Linked DNA regions of Mus musculus: regions 1 and 3 are each linked to region 2. A link is a contact called in public HiCAR-type and promoter capture Hi-C data. All regions are on one chromosome and are shown on one strand. Each heading gives the region's core, a stretch centred on a gene start, on an enhancer-like site or on the middle of the called end of the contact. The rest is flanking DNA. Distances are from core to core; before and after follow the strand shown.

Region 1 (3,465 bases), core at 715-3,214, 1.1 Mb before region 2:
GAAATCTCTCGACAGGGGGTTAAGGAGAAATTATGTCTTATGCAGACTTCCATTTTAGGAAGACGCTATAATTTCTAATTGCTCGGTGCCTGGACTTACAGGAAAATGTGTTTTTACATCTGTTTGGATACACTCCAAGGGCAAACCAAACACAAAGGATCTTGTTGCTGTTGTGACAGGAGGTTTGAAAGGACGAGCTGGAAGTCCCCTTTACCCTCAAGAGAGAATGAAATGAAACCGGAAGTGATGGTAAACTGGGCTTAGAAGGAGTGGGTTTAGAGGAGTGGGTGTGGTCCTCTGTCTCTTGAAGGAGACAATGTTTTAAAGCTGCAGAAAGGAAGTAGACTCTCAGCTCAGTGTTACACTAGTAAGATTTTGCTTTCTTTTCAGAAAAAAAAAAAAGTACAGGTAGGCAGCAGAAGAGGCTGTTGTTGTTAGGTATATTCTCACCATGCTAACTCTGGCCGACCTGGAACTTGTATATAGAGCAAACTCTCAATCACAGATCTCTACCCACTTCTTACCTCCAGAGTGATTGGAGTGAAAGCATTCACCTCTGAGCCTGATGGATGACATAGTTATTTTTAAATGTTATTTATTTATTTTACCTTTGAAACAAAGTCTCTAGCCTGACTGACCTGGAATTTACTTTGTAGGCAAGGATAACCCTGCACTTGTGGTCCTGCCTCAGCTTCCCAAGTTCTGGAACTAGAGGCTTAAGACACCATGCCTGCTCTATGTGAGGATCCTGGCTTATGGGGGGGATCTAAGCCAACGGCTTTCTGTGCATCCTGGCAGGCATCCCTACCAGTTAAGCCACATTCCCAGACCTTAAGCAACATATTTTAACAGATTGAAGCCCTTGACCATTTTTAGATCTTCCTAATCTTTTCCATGCCATTGAATTAAAAAAAAAAAAAAAACCAACCAAACAAACAAAAATTGAGTTTTTTGTAGGACACAAACTGTACACTACCTCAAGTCCATCCTGGTCCCACAATTTCAGTGGTTTGGCTGGCTAAGCTCATCTAGTCCACGTGATCTGCAAAGTGGGAAACAATATTCAGGGCTCTGGCATGCCCTGCTCAGGTATTAATATAAGAATATTTTTGCTATCGCTTCTCAGCCTTTTGGAGAAGATCAAGTGAAGAATATTCTTGCTTTGTTGCTATTATGAGGGCTAGTTGTTTGGGTTTTTGTTTTGAGGCAGGGTCTCATGTAGTTTTGAACTTGCTATGTAGCAGGGGATGAATTTGAATGCCTGCCTCCGCCTCCCAAGGGCTGGGATTACAGGCCTGCACCATCAAGCTGGGTTCAGTTTATTAATTTTTTTTTCGTGACACATTTCCTTTTGTGTACATGTTTGTGTGTGTGTGTATGTCAAAGTCAGAGGGCAACTTGTTTGAGTTGGTTCTCTCTTTTAATCATGTAGGTCTTGGGGATAGAACTCAGCTTGCCAGGCTCTGGGCCATCTTGGGAACCCTCATTCCTTTCTATTAATTGTTAAAGAGAAGATAAATAAGGCGATCCATTTCAAGACCACTCCTCCCTCTCTTCCACCCCTCCAGTAGCCTTGTGGGCTTTCCTGCGGACTCATGAAACATGCAGTTTGCTGTTGGGGCATCAGCAGTACCACGGATCTCTAACTTCAGTAGCCAGGCACTGTGACACAAGCCGCAGCACCAGCGTCACGAAGCTCAGTAGGCAGCCCAGGCCCATGGTCCAGCAACAGCACGCAGGCAGCCCAGGAGAACACATGGCAGGGGCCTGGGGGTAAGCCGCCGCTCAGCAACACCCACCTTAGACCAGGCCCACCCTCCCTAGCCTCAGGCTCCGCCCCCTCCTCGGCCCGGCCCCGCCCACTGAGCGGTGGGGGACGCACAGCACCTCCTGTCCTCCCCGCCTCCTGCCGCGGACCGGAAGTCCGGGCTTCCCACAGTACCCCGCGCGCGGCGGGCATGATAACAAGCCCCCGGAGTTCCCACGCTGGTAGTGTGGCAGTCCATAGGCACCGTATTGCGTGAGACGAACCGGACGGCGCCGGGCCATCATTCGTCGGCCCGAGCGATGGCGCTGTTCCGGGGAATGTGGAGCGTGCTAAAAGCACTGGGGCGCACGGGGGTCGAGATGTGCGCGGGCTGCGGGGGTCGCATCCCCTCGTCTATCAGGTAGGCCGCGGGCGAGGGACGCCGTTCGTTCAGGCGTCCGTCTGCCCTCGTCCCACCCTCGTCCTCCGGGCCGCCTGGGGTCTCGCGCCTTTTGGTACCCGACCCCACTTCCTGTCACCTTCTACCTTTCGGCGCCTAGGGCGCTCTCCTTCTGCCTTGGAGGCGGGCCCTGAAGTTGTGGCGCGGAACGCTCGCCCGGACGCTGCCAGGAGGTCACCCAGGATGCCACGACTTGTTTTAGCCCTGCAGGCCCCTCTTTGGTTTGGCTAGGTCACCCATGATGCTAGGACTTGCTTCACCCCTCTTTGGTTTGGCTAGGTCACCCAAACCTGCCCTGTTTGCAAGCCTCAGCCCTGCAACCTCTTTTATTTTTTTGCTTAGGGTAGGTTGTTAAAGTAAGTCGGTTATGGAGCTTATACAGCTGAAGCCCCTTGCGTTTAATTGAATTCTTAGCACAGCAGAGGGAAGGGAAATGCACTCAAAGGTTATTACGATTATATATTTTTTTGGTTGATTGGTTGACTTTTTTTTTTTTTTTAATTTAAAAGATTGGGTCTCTCTGCATAGCCCTGGCTGTCCTAGAACTCCTTTTGTAGACTAGGCTGTCATTGACTTAACAGAGATCCACCTGCTCTGCCACTAGAATGTTGGGATTAAAGGCCTGTGCCACAACTGCTGGGCTAGTTATTAGCATTTTAGGTGGAGGTGTTGGATGTACAGCACCTTGGCTGACTTTGTACTTAGAATCTGAGATCTGTGTATGACTGTTACACGTATCTGACATTCCGTTCTTTTTACTTGTGTGTAGTCTTGTCTGTATTCCGAAGTGTTTTTCCAGCATGGGTAGCTATCCAAAGAAACCTATGAGTTCATACCTTCGATTTTCCACAGAACAGCTACCCAAATTTAAAGCTAAACACCCAGGTAAGGAGTTTGGGGCTTATGATCTTCTCTGATATGATTTTTTTTTTAATTGCAATCTTTGATTTGCATTACCAGAGCATCTAGTACAGTCATTTTCTTTGGTAGTCTGTATAAGTTTTTTTTTAACTAATAGAAGTTCTTTAAATATAAATGAGAAAAATAGTTTTAAAATAAGATGTAGAGGGCAGGAGAGATGGCTCAGTGGATAAGAGCACTGACTCTTCCAGAGGTCCTGAGTTCAGTTCCCAGCAACCACATGGTGGCTCACAACCATCTGTAATGGGATCCTATGCCCTCTTCTGGTGTGTCTGGAGACGGCCACTGTGTACTCATATACATAAAATGAGTAAATCTTAAAAAAAAAAACCAAAAA
Region 2 (3,355 bases), core at 545-3,044:
CCAATCCAGTAACTTGCTGCCTGGAGATGTACTCGCATAGAACGGGACTGGTTAAGAGCAAGTAAGATGCTTTTCTGCAAGACCAACTGCTATTTAGGTTGCAAATCACACTGCCTCTCTAGTGGAGACTGAGACCGGCTAGCTACACAAACCAAGGCAGCCATATAGAAGCCACAGGGCACACACACACACACATATCACTTTTTCTTGGCACAAGGGCAGCTTAAATTTGTCCCGTTCTCGTCTCCAGGATATGATCCCTGACCCACCACCAAATCTCTTTTTCTCCACTGGAAGGGTTTCATCTAATCAGCTGTGTGCAAGCGGCTCTGGCAATTTATCCTCCTTGATTCCTTGACATTTTCTTTCCGTGCTGCTGGCTGGGAAACTGTTTTGATCTGAATAGGGTTGTCTGTGGGGGATTCTGCATGTTAATGATGTAGAGTTGGCAAGGATGGGAGGTGAGAGCACAACGCGTACTTTTTCTAGTTACGTTTCGCCTCATCACCGCTACGGGGGCCTTTCCACTCGGCTACACCAGGAGGCTGATCTCAGACTAATCTTACCCTCTTCCAGGGGAGCCTCGAGGGGCCAGGTAGAAACAGAACAGATGGCCTGTGTTCCCGTCAAGTACCTAGACTCACAGGCAAGTACTCCTAAGACTCTCGAACCAATGAAGGAGACGCACGTACATCCTTGCTCAGCCAGGCAGTCCCAGCGGCCACCCTCCATCCTGGTTTCAAGCTCCAACCCTGTCCCAGCCAGCGCCAGACGTTACACTCCCCACTACTCTGTACCCGCCCACCCTCCGGGCCCAAAAGGACAGTGATTCCGAACGGGGTGCTGGTGTAGCCTCAGTGCCCGCCCTTCCCTTTCCATCCTGGCCAGAAAACTCCACTTCCCGGATTCCGGGCCACTCTCTCCCTCCCCCAGCGCCGGCGATCCAGCAAAGCGCCGTCCTCCTGCCAACTGGGGACCCAGCCCAGTGGCACACCCCGTCTCCCCAACTAACCCCTGGACAGACCCCAGCTTCGTCCACTCACGGGGGCTCCGGAGAGGGTGTCCCTCTATTCGGAGCCTTCAGGCACCCTAGGGTTGAGAAAGTCCCACCCCGCCCCCCCCCCAGCCACGCCGCCAGCCTCTAGCCCTGGCTCGGAGGGACCTCCACCCTAGGCGACGAGGGGACGTTGGGGAGTCTCCCTAGGCACCTCCAACACCTCAAGGGAGGGAGGGCGCTCGTGGCCCCAAGGCCCGCTCTCTGTGCCCGCAGGCCCGCAACCCCGCACGGGGGCGCGCACTCGGGGGTCCCCCCTGGTCCGCGGGGTGCACTCACGATGGTCACGCTGGCTTTGCGCAGGTCGCGGTTCTCCTCCTGCAGCGCCTTGCACTTGAGTTTGTAGGTCTCCAGCTCTATCTTGAGCACCTTGTTCTCCTGCTGCAGCGAGGCCAGGCGGTTGGTGAGCTCCTCCAGGCGGAACGGCGAGATGACAATGCCCCCCGACTTCCCGCCGCCGCCCCCGCCGCTGCCGCCCGAGGTCGCCGAGCAGGACGACTGCATGGCTGCCGGGCCGCCGCCCGCCGCGTCCGTGTCGCTCTCGCTCGCGCTGTCCGCCATGGCTGGGCGAGTGGGCGCGGGGAGCCGGGCGCCGAGGGCCGGGCGCGCGGCGAGTGGGCGCGCGGCGAGTGGGCGCGGGGCCGGGCGCGCGGCGGCGGCGGGGGAGCTGGGGAGCGGGGGAGCTCAGAGCGCGGCGCGGGCGGGCGGCAGGGCGCAGACGCGCGGCGGCGGCGGCGGAGAAAGAGAGGGCGCTTCCCGCGGCCGCGCGAGCTGCTCCGCCAGGGAACAGAGACCCCGCCCGGACTCGGGCAGTACTGCAGCGCCGGGACTCTGGCGCGCTCCGCGGGGCCGTCCCCGCAAAGCCCCAGCCCCAGCGCTCTCCTAGCAGCTGCACACAGACGCTCGAGCCCCCGCCGCCTCCCCGCGCACGTGCTCCCGCCCCGGAGGGTCCCCTGCGTCCCCGGGCCCCAGCCCCCCAACACACACACATACACCGCCGCGCCGCGCCGCCTCTTCCGGAGAAAGGCGGACCCCACGCAGCGCCAGCCCCGCAGGTGCCGGGACACGTGGGAGGGGCAGCCGGGCTCCTTGGGCCACCCCACCCTCCCACCCCCGCTCAGCTGGAGCCTGGCACCTTGGATCGGCGCCGGCGCGCGTGGATCTCCCCCAGGGTGCCCCGTGCAGACCGCGCTTGGGGCTGGGAACAGAAAGTTGCACTGCAGTGGGTCGAAAAAGAAGAGTATCTGTGTGTCTGTCTGTGTGTCTGTGTATCTATTTCTCTCCCTCTCTGTGTGTCTGTCTGTGTTGTGGCATGTCGGCAGCCACAGGTTAGCCTAGCTTGCCACAAGGCCCCGGTGCGTCCAGTTGTTTGAACCAGGCGCCACCCACCTTTTTCTCTTTACCTCCTGCAAAGACTCTGCACCGGTCACGGGGATAGGATTAAGAAACCAAGATTTGTCTAGTTAAAGAAACGGGAGCTTTATTTAATTTTTTTTTTTTTTTAATCTCAGAAGGGTTGAAACAAACTTCAAGTACCAATTTTCCAAAGTAACTGCAGGCACAATGCTAAACAAATAACCACGATTAAGTGAGGGGAACTGTATAACCATTATTATCCGCTGCTCTCCAACTCCTACAAAACTCCAGGAGCTAAAAAATAAAACCGTAATTACTACTGTAGAGAGCCCAGCTTCAAAGAATCAGAAATTCAAATACTGTTAGGCCCCTCCCTCTTAGGAGAGCTTGCTTGTAGGAAACAGGCCTAGCAGGTGAGAAGGGTCTAAACACTTCACCTCCTGATACAAAACAGCTTTCGTTTCTGGGGGAAAAAATGGAAAGTGAAACTAACCAGGCGGGCTTTATTATCCAAGTTTAGTCGACGGAAGAACAAACTCATGGAAACAAAATGCAAAATAAAGGGGTGCGGGATGAAAAGTGTTTTCTGGCTGTCAACTGTTTTATAGTTTTATAAAGCGCTTAGCCATGACTACATGGCTTTCCTGGCTCATAACCTTGTCTTTAAACCAAATTGGATCCAGTGGTTAGACATGTTTCGTCCCCACTGCTAAATAGGAACTGGTCTCACCTCGGAATAACTCTTAACCTGCCAGGGGTGAAACCTTGACCTCAGGTTTACCAAGATGGCTGCCTCTAGTCAACAACCCAGACATGCTAACTTCGGTGAGCCCTCCCACCCCCCAAGACGTCTCCTAGGTAGGCTTGAGTTTAGAGCTAGGAACACAGTCGGTGAAGCAAAATGTAACAATAAAAGTTAAAAATCCAGGGGAGTGCAGGAGAGCC
Region 3 (3,021 bases), core at 12-2,511, 1.1 Mb before region 2:
GTAAGAGTTTTGATTCAAACACACACTGTATGATTATCTATGGGCCCCAGGTGAACCCTATGGCTCACCCCACTTGTAAACCTACTTCTTCCCTCGGTAGCACAGTGCTTTTCTACCATATTTAACACCATCATCCTCCTACGTAGAACAGATACTCTTGTGCGTTTGGTCATTTAATAAAAGGCAGTACGATTCTGTGTGGCGTGGGGGCGAGTGTTCCAAGCTCACAGCAGGACTTCATCCTCTGAGCTCTATGCTCCGCTTTGAGAGTGATGGTGCGTGGGCTGGCGGGCAGTCAGCATCAGAAGTTGCGAGGCTTTCATCTGTGGGCCGCCTAGAACAGAGAGGAGCTCCCAGCCTGTCTAGAGAATGAGCCAGCCATTTCTGTGATCTCAGACAGAGATAGATGCTTAAGGTGGCGAAAGTAGTGTCTTGTTGAATCAAGGCCTGAAATTAAAGTCAGAGAAGGGCACATCTGGCGAAGGTATCTTTGGATTGGACCGATTAGGTGCACACAAGTCAAGTCTACTCTGACATCTGCAAAAGTTGGTCATCAATCCCTCTTGTCCCCAGATCTCCTTTTATTACTCTCTATTCTCATTCAGGCTTGTGGGACAGACTCAGGGTGTTCTGAGGGTCTGTAAATAGGACTGGACTTGGGAGCATACCCTTTGAGCACTTTGGGGTGAACTTGATCTAAGTTTGGAGTATTCTGAGTATGGAGAGGGATGGAATTCGGGTATAGGGATAGAAAAGTGACAGTAAGGGATTCGGGTGTGGATAAGCAAGCTTGTACGCCTGGCAGGAGTGAGTTTTTGATGGAGTCTCCATCAAAGTTTGTGAGTTTTGATGGAGTCTCCATCAAAGTACAAAAAAGTGGCAGTAAGTGACGAGGGCGTCTGGCGGGGCACCCCAGGAGCGCTAGGCTCGAACTGGGTGAGGGGGTCCGAGAGCCCGAGGGTCCACGCGATGGGTCAGGCATTCCGGGCGGCGCCGCGCGGCGTGTGGACGTGGTGCGTGTGAGAGGGCGCGGGCTGGCCGCTCCCGCCCGCTGCTCCCCGTGGGCCTGGCCGGCCAATGAGCGCGCGAGGCGGCGGCGGGGCTGGCGGCGGCCGGAGGCGCGGGCGGCTCTGTGCGCTCGGAGCGGGCGCTGCGGGCGGGCGGGGGCCGGGGCGCAGGCGATCGGCGCGGCGGGGCGGGGGGCGGCGCCCGAGGCGGGGATGCGCAGGGCTTCCCGCGGCCACGGCGGCGGCGGGGGCACGAGCTAGCGCTGCGGCGCGCCGAGCCACATCGGCCGGGGCCGGGGCGGCGGCAGCCCGAGCGCCGCTCGCACCATGGCCTCGCAGAGCGAGCCGGGCTACCTGGCGGCGGCGCAGTCGGACCCCGGCTCCAACAGCGAGCGCAGCACCGACTCGCCGGTGGCCGGCTCCGAGGACGATCTGGTGGCCGCGGCGCCCCTCTTGCACAGCCCGGAGTGGAGCGAGGAGCGCTTCCGCGTGGACAGGAAGAAACTCGAGGCCATGCTCCAAGGTAGGCATGCCCCTGCTCCTAATCCTCTCCCAAGTCCGCCACAGGATCGTCTCTCAGTCCGCTCACGGGACACCCTCCCTCCCCCCCAACTTTGTCAGCTTGCTCGGATCCGAGGAGCTGGAGGCCCGAGTTTGTGCTGCAGCTCCGAAGTTGCTGTTAGGACCGCGGCGGTGCCAGCTGCAGCTGGGACATCTGGGCCGTGGCATCCTTACACTACGGGACCGCCCAGTGTGCGGGACTTTGCCCGGCTTCCCGCAGCCTGGAATCTCTGCCACCCCTGCCGCGTCTTTTCCCTCCCCTCCTTAGTATCCGCTTCCTCCAGCTAGGGCCTGCTCTCGTCGCCTGGAAAAGCGCTGCAGATGTCAAGGCTTCAGCTGGGAGCCCCCGCCCCCACGCCGGAGTCTTGAGCTGGAGCAAGTCACCCAGGCGTGGGGATCTGTGCCCTGGCAGTGCGAGGGTAGCATGTGTCAGGGTAGCATGTGTCAGGGCAGTCCTAAAAGACATCTTGAGTTACATTCAGTCCATAAACTTCTCCCTTGCAGCTGTGGGAGTCTGACTTGACTTTCATATTTTGGGTTTTTAATTTAAAAAAAATTTTTTTCAAATTCTTTATAGAGTTTCTGGGATTTTCCCAGGAAGAGAAACTTTCTCCACACTGGATCGGAAGCAAATGCTGATTTATTGCTTTAGGATTAGAGTGAGCAGTAACAGATCCAAGGTCATTTTGACCTTTAAAAATGTCCATTCGCAGCCTACCTGTGTGGCTCACCTCCCACATCCAAAGGCAGAGATGAGGTAGCTGGAATGTGCATTATTTTTAAGACTTGAGGAGATCTGGCCCCTGCTCCCAGGAAGGGAGAGAGGTGAGGATTCGGTAGCTCTCATCCTTCATCCCGGGAAGCTTGGAGGTCCACAGACTCGCTTTTATTGCTGTCTGCGTGACTTATTTTGACTTTATCTGTCAATGTATCGCAGTATGGGAGCAAGTTATTCCTCTCTGGAAATGCAGTGGCTTCTCGGAACAATTAAGAGGGTTATTTTAAGAGAGAACAACATGTTTTCCTAAACAATAACTTGGTGGAAATAAGTATCAGGAGTGCTTGGCAGGCGGTTCTGGAAGGGCCGAGAACTCCTCTCCTTTGTTGCTTATTTGTATTGATAAACATTCCAAATGTCATGTCTTGTGTTTTTTTTTTTTTTTTTTTCCCCCTGAGATTATGTAACTTTGGAGGAAAGTAATAGATCTGAAAATTGAAGCCGGGTTACATTTCAGGAATTTTTCATTTGTGAAGCTTCCTTATTAGTTCCACGAGTCTGCCTAGTTTTGGGGGGTTACAAACAAAATGTTACAATTATGTTGCAGATGGATTGTAAGATCATTGCCTAGTTTTGGGGGGTTACAAACAAAATGTTACAATTATGTTGCAGATGGATTGTAAGATCGTAGTGAACCGGAAGATTCCCTGGCTGATCCAACTTTCTTGTGTTGGA

What was found. Promoter capture Hi-C pulls out the DNA fragments that hold promoters and counts their contacts. HiCAR-type assays count read pairs that join an accessible place to other places.
Region 1: a contact with region 2 is called in a promoter capture Hi-C map of pre-B cells, with 9 times the contacts expected there. The contact joins the promoter of Tfam here to the promoter of Ccdc6 in region 2. A contact is called at or near these places in 13 of 39 promoter capture datasets (the 3T3-L1 cell line, the C10 cell line, the HPC-7 cell line and 7 more), 9 of 484 Hi-C or Micro-C datasets (B cells, CD4 T cells, the G1E-ER4 cell line and 4 more), 5 of 115 datasets of contacts at active chromatin or transcription factors (the 230-238 cell line, astrocytes, effector CD8 T cells and 2 more) and 2 of 9 other capture datasets (adipose tissue and liver).
Region 3: a contact with region 2 is called in a HiCAR-type map of astrocytes, with 4 times the contacts expected there. The contact joins the promoter of Bicc1 here to the promoter of Ccdc6 in region 2. A contact is called at or near these places in 3 of 39 promoter capture datasets (the 3T3-L1 cell line and hippocampal neurons) and 1 of 115 datasets of contacts at active chromatin or transcription factors (astrocytes).

What each region holds. Positions count from the first base shown.
Region 1 is chr10:71,236,543-71,240,007 of GRCm38.p6, reverse strand. It overlaps Tfam (transcription factor A, mitochondrial), which reads left to right and starts at 1,964. Exons shown (of 7, transcript NM_009360.4): 1 at 1,964-2,168; 2 at 2,977-3,092. The coding sequence starts at 2,068.
Region 2 is chr10:70,095,560-70,098,914 of GRCm38.p6, reverse strand. It overlaps Ccdc6 (coiled-coil domain containing 6), which reads right to left and starts at 1,794. Exons shown (of 9, transcript NM_001111121.1): 1 at 1,334-1,794. The coding sequence starts at 1,615. The region is part of intron 2 of Gm51771 (a long non-coding RNA gene); the gene reads left to right.
Region 3 is chr10:71,157,930-71,160,950 of GRCm38.p6, reverse strand. It overlaps Bicc1 (BicC family RNA binding protein 1), which reads left to right and starts at 1,261. Exons shown (of 21, transcript NM_031397.3): 1 at 1,261-1,530. The coding sequence starts at 1,335.